Regions from separate parts of the Mus musculus genome. Here regions 2 and 3 are each linked to region 1. The links are chromatin contacts, called in public HiChIP or PLAC-seq maps. All regions are on one chromosome and are shown on one strand. The core of a region is the stretch at or near the end of the contact, and the rest is flanking DNA. Distances in the headings are between cores, read along the strand shown.

The links. HiChIP or PLAC-seq counts read pairs in DNA pulled down with a chosen protein or histone mark.
Region 2: a contact with region 1 is called in an H3K27ac HiChIP or PLAC-seq map of extraembryonic endoderm stem cells. The contact joins two enhancer-like sites. A contact is called at or near these places in 2 of 39 promoter capture datasets (the C10 cell line and pre-B cells) and 4 of 115 datasets of contacts at active chromatin or transcription factors (the NIH/3T3 cell line, extraembryonic endoderm stem cells, pancreatic cancer cells and 1 more).
Region 3: a contact with region 1 is called in an HNF4G HiChIP or PLAC-seq map of pancreatic cancer cells. The contact joins two enhancer-like sites. A contact is called at or near these places in 2 of 39 promoter capture datasets (hippocampal neurons and pre-B cells), 1 of 15 datasets of contacts at CTCF or cohesin (large pre-B cells), 1 of 115 datasets of contacts at active chromatin or transcription factors (pancreatic cancer cells) and 1 of 9 other capture datasets (embryonic stem cells).

Annotation. Positions count from the first base shown.
Region 1 is chr10:116,995,099-116,999,629 of GRCm38.p6, reverse strand. All of the region lies in intron 4 of Best3 (bestrophin 3), which reads right to left. Among named protein-coding and RNA genes, the nearest start is that of Gm46182, 11 kb to the right of the region's middle. Within about 2 kb of position 3,214, at least 137 of the 459 cell types and tissues checked have an H3K27ac peak or open chromatin away from gene starts, as enhancers often do. A contact at or near this core is called in the NIH/3T3 cell line, extraembryonic endoderm stem cells, pancreatic cancer cells and 1 more, where this site is marked.
Region 2 is chr10:116,265,221-116,269,124 of GRCm38.p6, reverse strand. The region is part of intron 13 of Ptprr (protein tyrosine phosphatase, receptor type, R); the gene reads right to left. Among named protein-coding and RNA genes, the nearest start is that of Ptprb, 34 kb to the left of the region's middle. Within about 2 kb of position 2,099, at least 88 of the 459 cell types and tissues checked have an H3K27ac peak or open chromatin away from gene starts, as enhancers often do. A contact at or near this core is called in the NIH/3T3 cell line, extraembryonic endoderm stem cells, pancreatic cancer cells and 1 more, where this site is marked.
Region 3 is chr10:116,190,858-116,194,870 of GRCm38.p6, reverse strand. The region is part of intron 6 of Ptprr (protein tyrosine phosphatase, receptor type, R); the gene reads right to left. Among named protein-coding and RNA genes, the nearest start is that of Taf7l2, 79 kb to the right of the region's middle. Within about 2 kb of position 2,345, at least 64 of the 459 cell types and tissues checked have an H3K27ac peak or open chromatin away from gene starts, as enhancers often do. A contact at or near this core is called in pancreatic cancer cells, where this site is marked.

The sequences.
Region 1 (4,531 bases), core at 1,965-4,464:
GATTCTGTTTCCAAACAAACAAAACAAGCAAACCAATAGACAACAATACACAAAGTGCCTGACTTGGCATGGTGACACACAGCTGGGACACAGAGCAAAAACCTGTCTTAAAAAAAAAAAAAAAAAACAGAAAAAGAAAAAGAAAAGGAAGAAAAAAAAATCCCTCAACAATTCAATGACTGTGGTCATGCTTTCGGAACTACGGGGTGGACAGACGTCCACTGTAGTCACTGACCAGGGAGGCTGTCTACTGACACATGGTGGCCATGAGTTTAAGGAGGGCCACTTCTGCCTTGTGCTTTGTCTCCTGCGTGAAGCAAGGAATGCACACAGTGAGCCAGGTTTCCCTCACAAGATGACATTCTGTCTGTCCGGGCTCGTCATGTGAGAATATAGGAATAACTGACTCAGCCTCTAAAAGTTCAGCCAGTGGAGGAAGCTGGCAAGGTGTGAATACCACGGTGCCGTTGGCCACCTCTCCTCTAAGGGCACTTAAAGTAGCCCTAGGAGCCTGAGAACCAGGAACACACCCAAGAAAATGACAGCCGGCTGAAGGGCAGGAATAAATATACAAAACCCAAGTGTTTTTCTCAGGGAGAGGTCCCGGATTATATGATCTGGTTAAGCCAGAAACACAAATAGGGCCGGTCTTGCAGCAGGTGCATCTTAAGTCATGGCTTCTTCTCCTCAGCCACTGGGAGGCCCAGAGCTCACTGGCATTTTATGTTATGTGAGTCAGACGCTGAAAACTGTGGAGGAGTCTGGACTCCACTGGTCCCGGGAGAAGCTCTGAGAACTTTGTTTAAGGCCCCAGGGTTTTAAGAAAAGAAACGGGGCGCTTTCCTTGAAAGGTTATCATGTTTAAATGTTCTTATTAGCGGAGCACAAGAGGGAACCACTCGCTTTAGGGGAAGAGATAGAAACACATGATAGAGACACGAAGTTCAGCTGTAAATGTGTGTGCTCGCCTCAGACGATGGTTAGTGCAGAACAAAAGCTATGGTAATTGTTACTGGTCCACAGCGACCTTGATGCTCTTCCTTAAGTTGTGTTCCCATTGCCTGACATTCAGTGTGCACTAAATGTGCTTTAAAAATTTTTTTTCTTAAAAAAGATTTTCTAATGTATTTGCTTATCTATTTATTTCTCTGTGTATAAATCCTTGTCTGCATGAATGTACAGGCACTGCAGGCATGTTTGGCACTCAGGGAAACCCGGAATTGGGTTCCCTAGAACTGGAGTTCTGGCAGTTCTGAGCTGCCACGTGGTGCGGAGAATCAAATCCAGGCCAAACCAAACTCAAAAGGTTAGCAAGTGCTTTGAATCGCTGAGCCATCTTTCCACCCTCTTATTTGTAAACTAGTTAATTAATTAACTCTAAGACAGGCTCTCATACGACCAAAGTGGGCCTCAAACTCACTATGTAGTTGAGGATAGCCTTGAACTCCTGTTCCAATAGTCTCTACTTGCCACCCCGCCCAGTGTTGCCATTAGAGCTCCATGTTTGGCGCTCTTCAGTGGAAGGGGGAAGGGTGTGTGTGTGTGTGTGTGTGTGTGTGTGTGTGTGTGTATATGTGTGTGTGTGTGTGTGTGTGTATGTGTATGTGTGTGTGTGTGTTAGATCCACAGTTTTGTGCATGCTGGCCAGGCTCTCTACCAACCAACTACATTCCCTCCCCAGTGAAGTTCTATCGAATGAGCAAGTGCCTGGTAGCTTTTGCCAGCTTCACTGTTTACTCTCTCAAGAGTAGGTTGGTAATTTTCTATTTCCATCTTTCCGATTCTGGTGAGTTTCTTTGCAGAGAATTACTATTTTGTAATTTTCTGATGAGTTTCATGGCAGAGACCTGTTTTGTTCCCTGAGACTCGTGAAGTCTTGGGTGAAGATTTGGATTCAGCTCGCTTCTAAAATATAAAAACTTGATTAAGGTCATGCCCGGAGTTAGCCAAGATCCATGATTATGGACTTAGCTTAGGACGAGTGACATTTTCCAGGGCAGGTGATTGGAATGACTAGAACTTTCCAGAGCAACTTCAGAGTCCACAGGCAAAGTAGCAGAGCCTCTGTTGCAGTCTTCCTGATAAATAACTGCGCCCTCCCCCCTCCCCCCACTTCAGGGGCTTTGTAACACAACTGACTGACTTCTAGTTCAATTCTAGCGTAAGCAGAAATACAAGCTTTTTATTATTAATTTGAGAACTTTAACCTGTGATAACAAATCAGATATATCTTCCTGGTACCATGCGGTGGGGTCTTTCTACTCCTCAGAATAATAAAAACTCTACTGTTTCATTTAAAAATAAAGGAATTCAGAGAGTGGCAGGGAAGGGCCTGGCCTGTCAGGCTCAGCTGGACATTCAGAGGAGGTAGCTGGCCTCCATTCTCCCATCCTCCCGTATTCCCTTGTGCCCCTGGTCTCCATTCTCCTACCCTTCCCTGTTCCCCGTGCCCCTGAGGGAGGCTGTGCAAGCCAGAGCCCTCCAGGAAGCAGTGGGAAGCAGAGCTTTTGAGGAAGCCATCTTAACTCTCAGTATCTCTCTGCCTTTGATTCAGGCAGGGACCACTTACCACTGCCCCTAGGATCTTGTGAGATACAGACATCTGTCATCGCTGGATTTAACATTAACTGAGGTGCACTGTAGTTTGAAATACATACTTTTTTCTTACAGGTGATTTTAAGTAGGGTAGTAGGTAGATAAGGTGTGTGTTTGTGTATGTGTGTGTGTGTATATGTGACTATGTGTGTATTTGTGTATGTGTGTTTACATTTATGTGTGTATATATGTGTGTGTTTAGGTGTATGTGTATATGTATATATATGTGTGTATTTATATGTGTGTATGGGTGTTTATATGTGTTTGTATTTGTGTATATGGGTATGCATGTTTGTGTGTGTATGTGTGTGTATGTATGTATATATGTATGTATGGGGGGGTGGGATGTATGTGTGTGGCTGTGGTTCTATCATCGGCATTACCCACTTATTTTGCCCCCAGAGTGCAGGATAGTGGCATAAGTTACCACTGCTTTGTCCCCTTAGGCAGGAGTAGGTGCCCTGACTGTGGACTCAGGACATCTGCCAAATATTTTCCACTATCTCCAACTTCCTATTCTTCCCAGAATCCTTGGCGCAGGCAGGCAAAGGACAGTCAGGGAGTGGCAGAGGCATGTGTCCAGTTGGGACACCTTGGGAACAGAGCCTTGGTGACACTCTGAGTCAGCTCTGTCCATGGGGGAAGGAGCCAGACGCTGCATGAGTCAGCGCTGCTGTGGACGGAGGGTGCTGGCTGAGGCAGCAGGAAGTGCTGGCCTCTGGGTCTGTTCCTGCAGTTCAGGAGCTTGGAACCTTTGCTCTCCCAACCAGCACAGGGGCTCTACGCCTTACACAAGCCGCGCTCACACTTTACACTCCTGAGACGAGCAGCATCCTCTGCCCCTTTTATAAAGGCACCCCCGCCCCCTTCATTTCTGTTTTGCCCTTTGAGGCATCATCTTGCTATGTACTCCTGTCTGGCCAGGTACTCACTCTGTAGCTCATGCTGGCCTTGAACTTGGGACAACCCTTTTGCTGCAGCCCCCACTATCTGCCATTGTCCCAGGATCAATGGGGCCCTTTTATGGTTGGTATGAGTCACAGGTTCATGAGCTCTAAGAAAGATTTGGCTCCATCTAATCTCTTGTTTTTTTTTTTTTTTTGTTTTTTTTGTTTTTTGTTTTTTTTTGTCTCCTTCATCCAGTCCTAAGAAACTAAGACTTTTAAACCAAGAACTATGCTAGCTATGTATAAACAAGTTACTCAGACTCACTGCCCGAGGGCATGCCCTAGAATTCCTCAGTCCCCAGGAAGGCTATGGTCTAAATCTACGTCTTCTTTGTGGGTATTTGTTAGTGGTGATGGCTCTTATCCTCTCCCTCTTCCTTTTTTGCCAGGAATCAGAAAGAGTTCTGTTGTTGTTTGCTTTTGAAGCGTCCCCTTAAAGACTAAGTGCTTGTCAACCTCTGTGCAGGAAAGTGACATGGAGTCAAGAATGAGGATGTACATTTTTGATCCCATGAGAGACAAGTCTGGGCTAGGTGACAAGATTGTCTTAAAATACAGAGACAGAGGGAGAGACATGGCAGCGTGTCTAACTGAGGGGTCTAAGCATGACATCTAAAGGTTCAAGTTGGTTATGGTCAGTAAGTTCAAAGTGGGGCCCAGGGCAATGCACTTTAGATGCACAAGAGGTCAGTCAGTGGTAGGGTAAGAAACTGAAGCTGCCCAGGAGCGGTTCAGGCTAGTTATTCTGAAGTTATCCTACATATACACTGGGGGGACAGCAGGCGGTTACTTCGGTTTTGGATCCTGGCATTTCACACAATACCCCTGTGTGTTTGCCAGGCTACTCAACCTTCTGCCTGGATCCTCCACTAGTTCCTTGCACCCCACAACTTTCTTACGGTTTGATTTAGGACCCAGGGACAAGGAACTGAGGTGCATAGTTTACATATCAAATCAGATCTGGCCTCCAGATTCTCCCAGCATCCCTC
Region 2 (3,904 bases), core at 850-3,349, 730 kb after region 1:
AAGGGGCAGGGCCCCTCCAATCCATTACTTTGAAAGTAGCCATCATCAAACAAAACCAAATCAAACCCCAAACAGAGCAGACACTAGAGAATCTATTACCTCTAGTAGGTCATAGCTTACAGTCAGCCAGAGTTTAGGTTTCAAAAGATTTCTACAGTGGTTCCAAGTCTTAGGAAAAGAGGCTGCAAACTGTTATCCATCAGAGAGAAGGGTGGAGTGGAGCACTGTTCCTTATAGAGTCCACTGTAGAACTGAAGAATTCTCCTTAGGTACAAACTCAAGGTTTATGAAGTACCATAGGTTAAGTTATAATTTGTGTCTACTATTAAGTAGGTATAAATACAAGAAAAATCAAGTCATCTAAGGCCCACAGGTAGGGAGAGGGGGAGGATCAAGGCCAGCAATAACACAGATGACTATCTCAAAAGACAAGAAGAAAAGTAAACGGAAAACGGTAAGAACTTCTTACTTCTGCCAGTGGTTGTGTGTTTGAAAAGGTCTGGAAAGCCACGTGTGTCAAGTTCATTACCCATGGGGACCAAAGTATGTTAAGAGGCCAAGACAAAGCAAGAGCAAACTCAGCACACACTGTGGTCAAGATAAATCCTGTCTCCATGACTTACTATCTTATTACATCATCTTTTTGAGCTCAGTCTTTTCATATGCAAAACCACAGAGGCTACACAACAGTTGGACCTACCCGACTTAGCCCTGCTGTGAGGAGCAAGAGAGATAATCCATTTAAAATGCTTAGGGTAAAGCTAAGATAAGTGCCTGTGAATACCACCTTATGAATAGTATCCTTGAAGAATAAGCACAAGCTTGGCCAAGAACAAGTTGGTCCAGGTTGGTCAAGTCTGGATGGAAATGATACAGATATATGTCTACATAAAGAGACAGAGCTATAGAGGAGGCACCTGGTACAACAGGAAGCAGTAGGCTTGGAGCCTGGCAGATTTCAGGCATAAGTTCTTCCTTTTAGACCTACTAGCTTCGTGACTCAATCAATTGATGTTTCTATTGTTGTCATTTTGAGACAGAGTCTTGTTAAATAGCCCAGGCTTGGCTTGAACTCCTGCAATCCTCCTGCCTCAACCTCCCAAGTACTGAGATCACAGGAAAGCTCTGACTTATCTCCTCCCCCACAACCTGGCTTTTCTCACTTATGAAGTAATATGAATGACAGATGTCATCTCATTATGAGCATTAAATGTGTCTGAGTACCTGGTTGTCTAGCTGCAGGACAGTCACAGAAACCCCAGGAGTCCCTAGCTCCCAGTGTTATCAGGGAGGAGGAGGAGCCAGGGATCAAGAGAACCTGTCAGTATTGTAACCTGTCACTAATGTGACTGCGTGCTGGGTGGCTTTTCTCATCCGTGACCGGTGGAAGATTTTTGTCTGAGAGAAATTTTCCACTGCTCACACCCACAAATGCTCTGGAAAAGCAAAGTATTGGCTGGGCAAATGAATGTGTTACCTAATAAGGCTTCAGGGTTTGCAGGGATTAATAGATAACTCACAAATGCTAATCACAGTGGCTGCTGGTGCTGAAGTACAAAATAACTGCTGCCTAACTTTGTTCTTCCAATCACTATCCACTTAACACTATACCTGGGACTGCCATGGTTCACTCCCAAGCCCTGGTGAGGTTCTGGCTATGCCCGCTTGGAAAACCAGGGTACAGATACTAGATTATTTGTTTATCCTGTCTGTGTCATATGCTCTGGAAACAAAGTAGCCACATTCATTGTCGAGGTGCTGTGGGGTGGCCATAGAATAGGAAGACAATTAACCAGCCCAGAAGGATGCAGATATGCTATCCCTCTAGACATGCCTTCAAGAATCTCACTGGCTCTGTCAGACCCAGAAATCAGCTGGGGAAGCACGTTACTGTGTCAGCTGGGGGTGGACTCAAGCTAAAAGAGGGGGAACGTAGGACTCCCTTGCCCACGCTTTGCAAGTGAGACAGTATTTTGGGGGGAAAAAAAAGCAAGACAAAAACTCTCCAAGCCTCAGAGATACCCAGGGGAGAGCTTTGTGACCTTTTGTGACCACACACACACACACACACACAGAGCCTTTCCTGCTGCACCGCCCAGCCAGTATCCGGTCTAATCAGTAGACAGAGGGAATTCTGCAGGGGTGACTCACTTCTGGGCTAACAATGGAACGCTCAATCCTTTTTTTTTTTTTAATTATTATTATTTTCAAATCTGGAATTCTTTTGGTAAAGTTTGGTACAGTAAATTTAGAACAAAAGGTGTAGAAAATAACGAGCCTCCTGGGTAAAGCTCCGATAGCTTTGGCGTGAGTCAAGAGAGGCCGAGTCTGCTGGCCCGGTGCAACGCCAGCTGTGGGGTGTGCCAGCCACTGCACCTAGAGTCTTTCCAGCAGATGTCATGTCAAGAAAGGAGACTCTGGATGGGTGTGGTGGCATGAGTCTGTAAAACCCAGTACATGGGAGGTGGGGGGCCAGATGATCGGGAACCTGAGGCCAGACTGGGCCACATGAGACCCTGTTTCAAACAAAACAAAACAAAGCCTGGTGTGGTGGGAACGCCTTTAATCCCAACACTGGGGATGAAGAGGCAGGTAGATCTCTGAGATCGAAGCCAGCTTGGTCTACAGAGGACGGTCCAGGAAAGACAGAGCTACATGGTAGAGAGACCCTGTCTCAAAAGCAAAACAGAACAAAAGAAAATCAAAAGCAAGGGACACCTAAAACATTAAGCATCCCTGAATTTGATCAGGTATTTTGTGGTGTTGTGGTGTGTGTTCACGTGCACACATGCACACATATACATGGAAGCCAGAGAACAACCTCAAATGACATTCTTTAGACACTAGCCACTTGTTGTTGTTTTTAACCAGGGCCTCTCATTGGCCTTTACTTTCAAGATAGGATAGGCTGACTGACCAGTGAGCTGCAGAAATCTACGTGTCTCCAACTTTTTTTTTTTTTTTTTTTTGCTGTTGTTGTTGTTTTTTTTTGTTTTGTTTTGTTTTGTTTTTTTTTTCGAGACAGGGTTTCTTTGTATAGCCCTGGCTGTCCTGGAACTCACTTTGTAGACCAGGCTGGCCTTGAACTCAGAAATCCGCCTGCCTCTGCCTCCTGAGTACTGGGATTAAAGGTGTGTGCCACCACGCCCGGCTATGTCTCCAACTTTCTAGTACTGGGATTGCAAACTCATATTATCACATGCAACTTTTTCTAAACACAGGTTCTGATTATTGAACTCTGACCCTCAGGTTTACAAAACAACATCAAGTCAGATCAAATCAAAATAAAATAAGAGATGCCTTACCAACTGAGCCCAGCCCCTCAGACCAGGTTTTTTGAATGTAGATACTTTCTCTGAAATAGCAGGCTATATGCCTGAAGTATTTGCTGGGAATAAAAGCCAGCACAGAGCAAGTAATAGTTCAACTACAGCTCTAATATTTTTATATGGGTTTCACATATACCAGGTTGGATTTGAACTCTCTATGTAGCTGAAAATGACCCTGAACTTCTAATCTCCTGGACTCTAAAGTGCTGAGATTATAAACATGAACTCTATTCCTGGGTTATGTAGTGCTGGGGATTGAACTGGGGGCGGGGGGACGGGGCAAGCTCTCTTCCAGTTAGCCTGCATCCTCAGAACTAGCTCGAGCATCGTTTTTAAGATTTTTTTTTTCTCCCTGAAAGTTATCCCTCCCACCACTGAGTAAGTAGGCTAAAGTCCAATTATCTCTTAGCCGGAATGAAGAAATAGGTTGCCCTGGCAATCCTTGGAAGATTCCATTGTGAAACCTGTTTTACAAAGAGGGCCTCTTATTAGGCTCTCAAAACCCAGGATGTCAGGAAAACACACACCAGCTTCCAGGATTTCATCTCTAGATGTTCTGGGAATAAAGTAACCCA
Region 3 (4,013 bases), core at 1,096-3,595, 800 kb after region 1:
AGAAACTTAACTACAAATTACTTTGCCAATAGACTAAACTCACGGAGCACGCTTCTTTGACACACACAGAGCAAGTTTCTTCTTTTGTGAGGATCAATGGAGATAAGGCACACGAAGAGCCTGAGTCTTCCTGGGGTCTTTCATTCTACGTGTATTTGCCTGTTCTGTGTTGTGTTAGGATCCTTTATGCTGTCACGGGGAGCAAATGAGTCAGGCTGATAGATTGTGTTCAACAGTGCATAGTTCGGGTAGAACAAACGGTGTTTATTCTAAGGAGACCATGCAGAACACAGCCAGTGGCCTGGAAAGATCAAAGAAACCTGCAGTATGAACTTAACTGTGCTAGAACTGGCGGGGCAACCCTTGGAAAACACAGTGATGCTGCAGTTGTCCCCTTCAGGTCACCTCTGCTTCACCAATGCTCTCATCTTCTTCCTCGACCCAGGAACGCTGCCTGTTAAATGCATCTGGTGGCCACTTTCTGGGAGAATCACCCTCAGGTGACAGGAGCTGAGTAGGACGTTATATCTGCAGGCATCCTGCAGTGGTATGAGGGAATGGGTATCAAGCTCATATCGCTGAAGGTGAGAACCGTCCATGAGCAACCATGGATGATCCAGGGCTCCCTGTGTGGTCAGAGTGAGCGTATGAGCCAACCCCCCTTTGCTTGTCCTCGTGCCTGAGCTGCTTCTCTGCTTCCCTGCTAGGCTTCTCCTTAGAGCATCCTGTGCACAAACCACCTGGACAACGATCTGCGTCTCAAGCTAAGCCTTCACGAAGCCCTACCTCTGACCTCAGAGCAGATTTGAGATTTCACTGCCATTGGATAGAGAGTGCAAGAGTTGACTCTCTGCTCTCACGGCAGGGGGCTGATTTAAAGAATGCAGGCTTTCAATTCTAGAGTTCTTAATACAGTTTATGCCCTGGCATTCGCTCAGTCATGATCTTTATTCATATCTCCTGGAGGGAGATCAACAGGAGAAGGATTAAAAGTTTTTAAAAATTTGTTACCTATCAAAATGTATCCACCAGAGGGAGGAGGGGACAGAAGCCAGGGCTTTTGACTGTCCCAGGGGAAAAATTATAATAAAATGAAGGAGTTGGGCTTGAGTTTAGGAGAAGATCATGGATGGATCATTTTATTGCCATTTTTTCATTGCTTTTGTTACTGTGGAAATTTTTATGGCTCTGGCAGTACAATAAAGCCAGGAGCAAATAGAATTGGAGAGAAAAAGAGAACTAGGTTGTCTAGGATCTTCCAGGCAAAGATGTCTTGTCTTCTAGGTGACTGGGGGACTTTTCCATAGTAGGCTATGTTTTAGGAAGATAAGCCTGGAGAGAATACAATATGATTTAAAAGAGGGAAAAATTAGATTTAGACACAGAAAAAATAGATTTAGACATTGTATTTAAATACAACGCGCAGGTGATATATAATGTAGATGAATTCTTATGGCATTTTTATAATCAGAAAATTCAGTTAAAAGATGAAGTAATGCAAGCCAGGCCCAGGGTAAGGAGTCTATGAAGGAGGAGAAAGTAGAGAAGGAAGAATCAATATGATTTAGGGGTAATTGGGAATAGAGATAAAACAACTATGTCTAAAATTTTATGGATTTTCAATCTTCATAATTTTCAGTGTATACTTTCATACTTATCTAAGTATGTACATCTAGTCTCTGTATCTTATTTTACTTACATTTTAACAAAATTATACTACTGATACCAAGGATGAGAGATTTATTTGGCATGACCCAAGAGTCTTTTGAGACAGCTGATTCATAAGGCAGCCTTTATGATCTCATGGCTTTATAGCCAGGCTTTCTTGTAATAAAGAGGGTATTACTTTACGTCAGGACCAAGCCCTGGAAAGGAAATCACGAGGCTTTCTAAAAGGCAATTTTAAGATACATAAGCACAAGACATTAAGGCTTAAAGATGAAATGCCAGAAAACTCTTGTGACTGGGTGGCATGCTGTTCAGGAGCCATATTTTATCGCTCTTAAAGAGTCCCACTGCGCCATGTTGGCAGAGACAGACGGAAGCAGAAAGATGGAAGGGGAAGCAGAAGAGAAACAAAATTCATTCATTCCGGGGAGTTCCTGCTCTCCAGAGATTACACTCTCTTTATAAGAGATAAAGCGATCATTAAACAATATGTGTGTCCTCCAGAAGTGCAAAGTCTATTGGCTCTGGCAGGTCAGTTAATGGAGAGTGACAAGACACACAAGAGTTCTTTAGGCAACCTACACACATCAACTTTTGGACCAGTGCAGAAGGGAGCAGAAGAGAAGTTCCTGGTTCCCGGTTAGTGCCGGGTTCCATGGGCGAGGCACGGAGTCATAGTGAGGAATGACCGTGAGTCACTCCAGAGGATGTGGTCGTGAACTCTCTCCCCACTTTTCCAAGCCCCGCCCCTCACCTTTGGACCGGTCCTGTTTTCAAGCTGTCAAGCTGTTTGGTGTTTTACTGCTTAAGGAAGAAATGTGAAAGCAGAAGGCAGAGAAACATGGGCTCTGTCTTTGAGTTTCAAAGGTCAAATCCTTAGTGGAAAAACACATCTGAATGTGTGGGGGCCAGAGGAAGGGAAGACAAAACCAACACCAGTGGAGATTTTTACTCACGAAGCCAGAGAAAGAATCCACGGACACAGGGGAGGAAGAAGTGTTAGCTGGAATGACTTGAGAGCAGCACACGCATGGGCAAAACACTGTCTTTCATGGCTGAGACCTGGGGAAGTGGGACCTTGACTCTTGGTAGAACCATGAGAAAAAGTGACTGGGAGAAGGTGCTGTAGGAAAGGAGTCTTGGGATAAAGTTTCCTAGATTTTCACTCGAGGTATAGTAGTCACTAGTGAGAATATGATGGTACCTCAGAATGTGTTGGATACAGCCTAGAAAGGGGAAGAGAGGGAATGAAAGGAAGTCATCACTAGAGACAGAGGAACTTGCATGAATAGAAAAGAGGAACAAGTAGTAACAGCCATGGGTAACTTTATAAGGGTACAGGATGTAATGGACATTTTACCAAGTGACAGTTTGGATGGATAGTATCATGGCAGATGGGCCTCTTACATTGTATACTGGGAAGATCCTTTAAAAATCTAGATGAAATCCCAAGCAACGGTGGCCAAGGTAGAGTCAATCAGAAAGGGGAAGAGATCAAGTTTCTGCCATTTAGGTGGGAAGGGCCTTAGAACAAAAGTTCAGTGAGAGCAACAGAGAAATAAAACTATTTCCCATTTCCTTGATTTGTAGACACAGATTCACTGTTACTGCGATCGATGGTGGGTGGTACTTTTGAATAGCAAATAGGGATAGGGAAAGAGGGAGCCTAGGCAAGTACTATTTCATGGAAGAGTTTGGAACTGGGCCTGGAAAAACACCACAGCAGCTGGATGGATGTGCATGGGTACTTAGCAGGAAATAAGGTTGGACAGAGGCTGGCAAAATTTAGGCCAGAGAGTGTGTCATATTCCATGTAGAGGAATTATCAATTTCTTCCAGAAAAGAAATGTGAAGATACTGAGGCATTTGAAAAGAATAGGCATTCAAATGTATTTTTAGACTACTGTTGCTTGAGATGTCTGTGGATGGATTGGAGGAGAACCGAGCAGGAGGTGGGAGGGTCAGTGTGACTCTGGTGAAGAGGACTGTGAAACCCCAAATCCTCAGTGGTGATGTGATTAGAAAGAAGATGCTCCCAAGAGAAAGGGGACAGATCTTCCCATGTTTACATATACTGTGAGAGGGGAAGGAAGGAGGTTGAGGATGTTTTTCAGGTTCCTAGGATTCAGGATTCACAAAGAGAAATGCCTTGATGGAGGTTTTGAGTTCTGTTGCTAAGCATCTTCTTTTGCATTTAAGCAATACCCCAGGAGAAGTGCATGGGTCAGAATCTCTATAAGCATCGGCACGAGGAATGGTTGAGGTTAGAGTAGACAGGAGGCAGAGGGGTAGAGAATGAGACCCTGAAGAGTCTTGCGTAAAGTGGTCACTCAAGAGTTAGTACA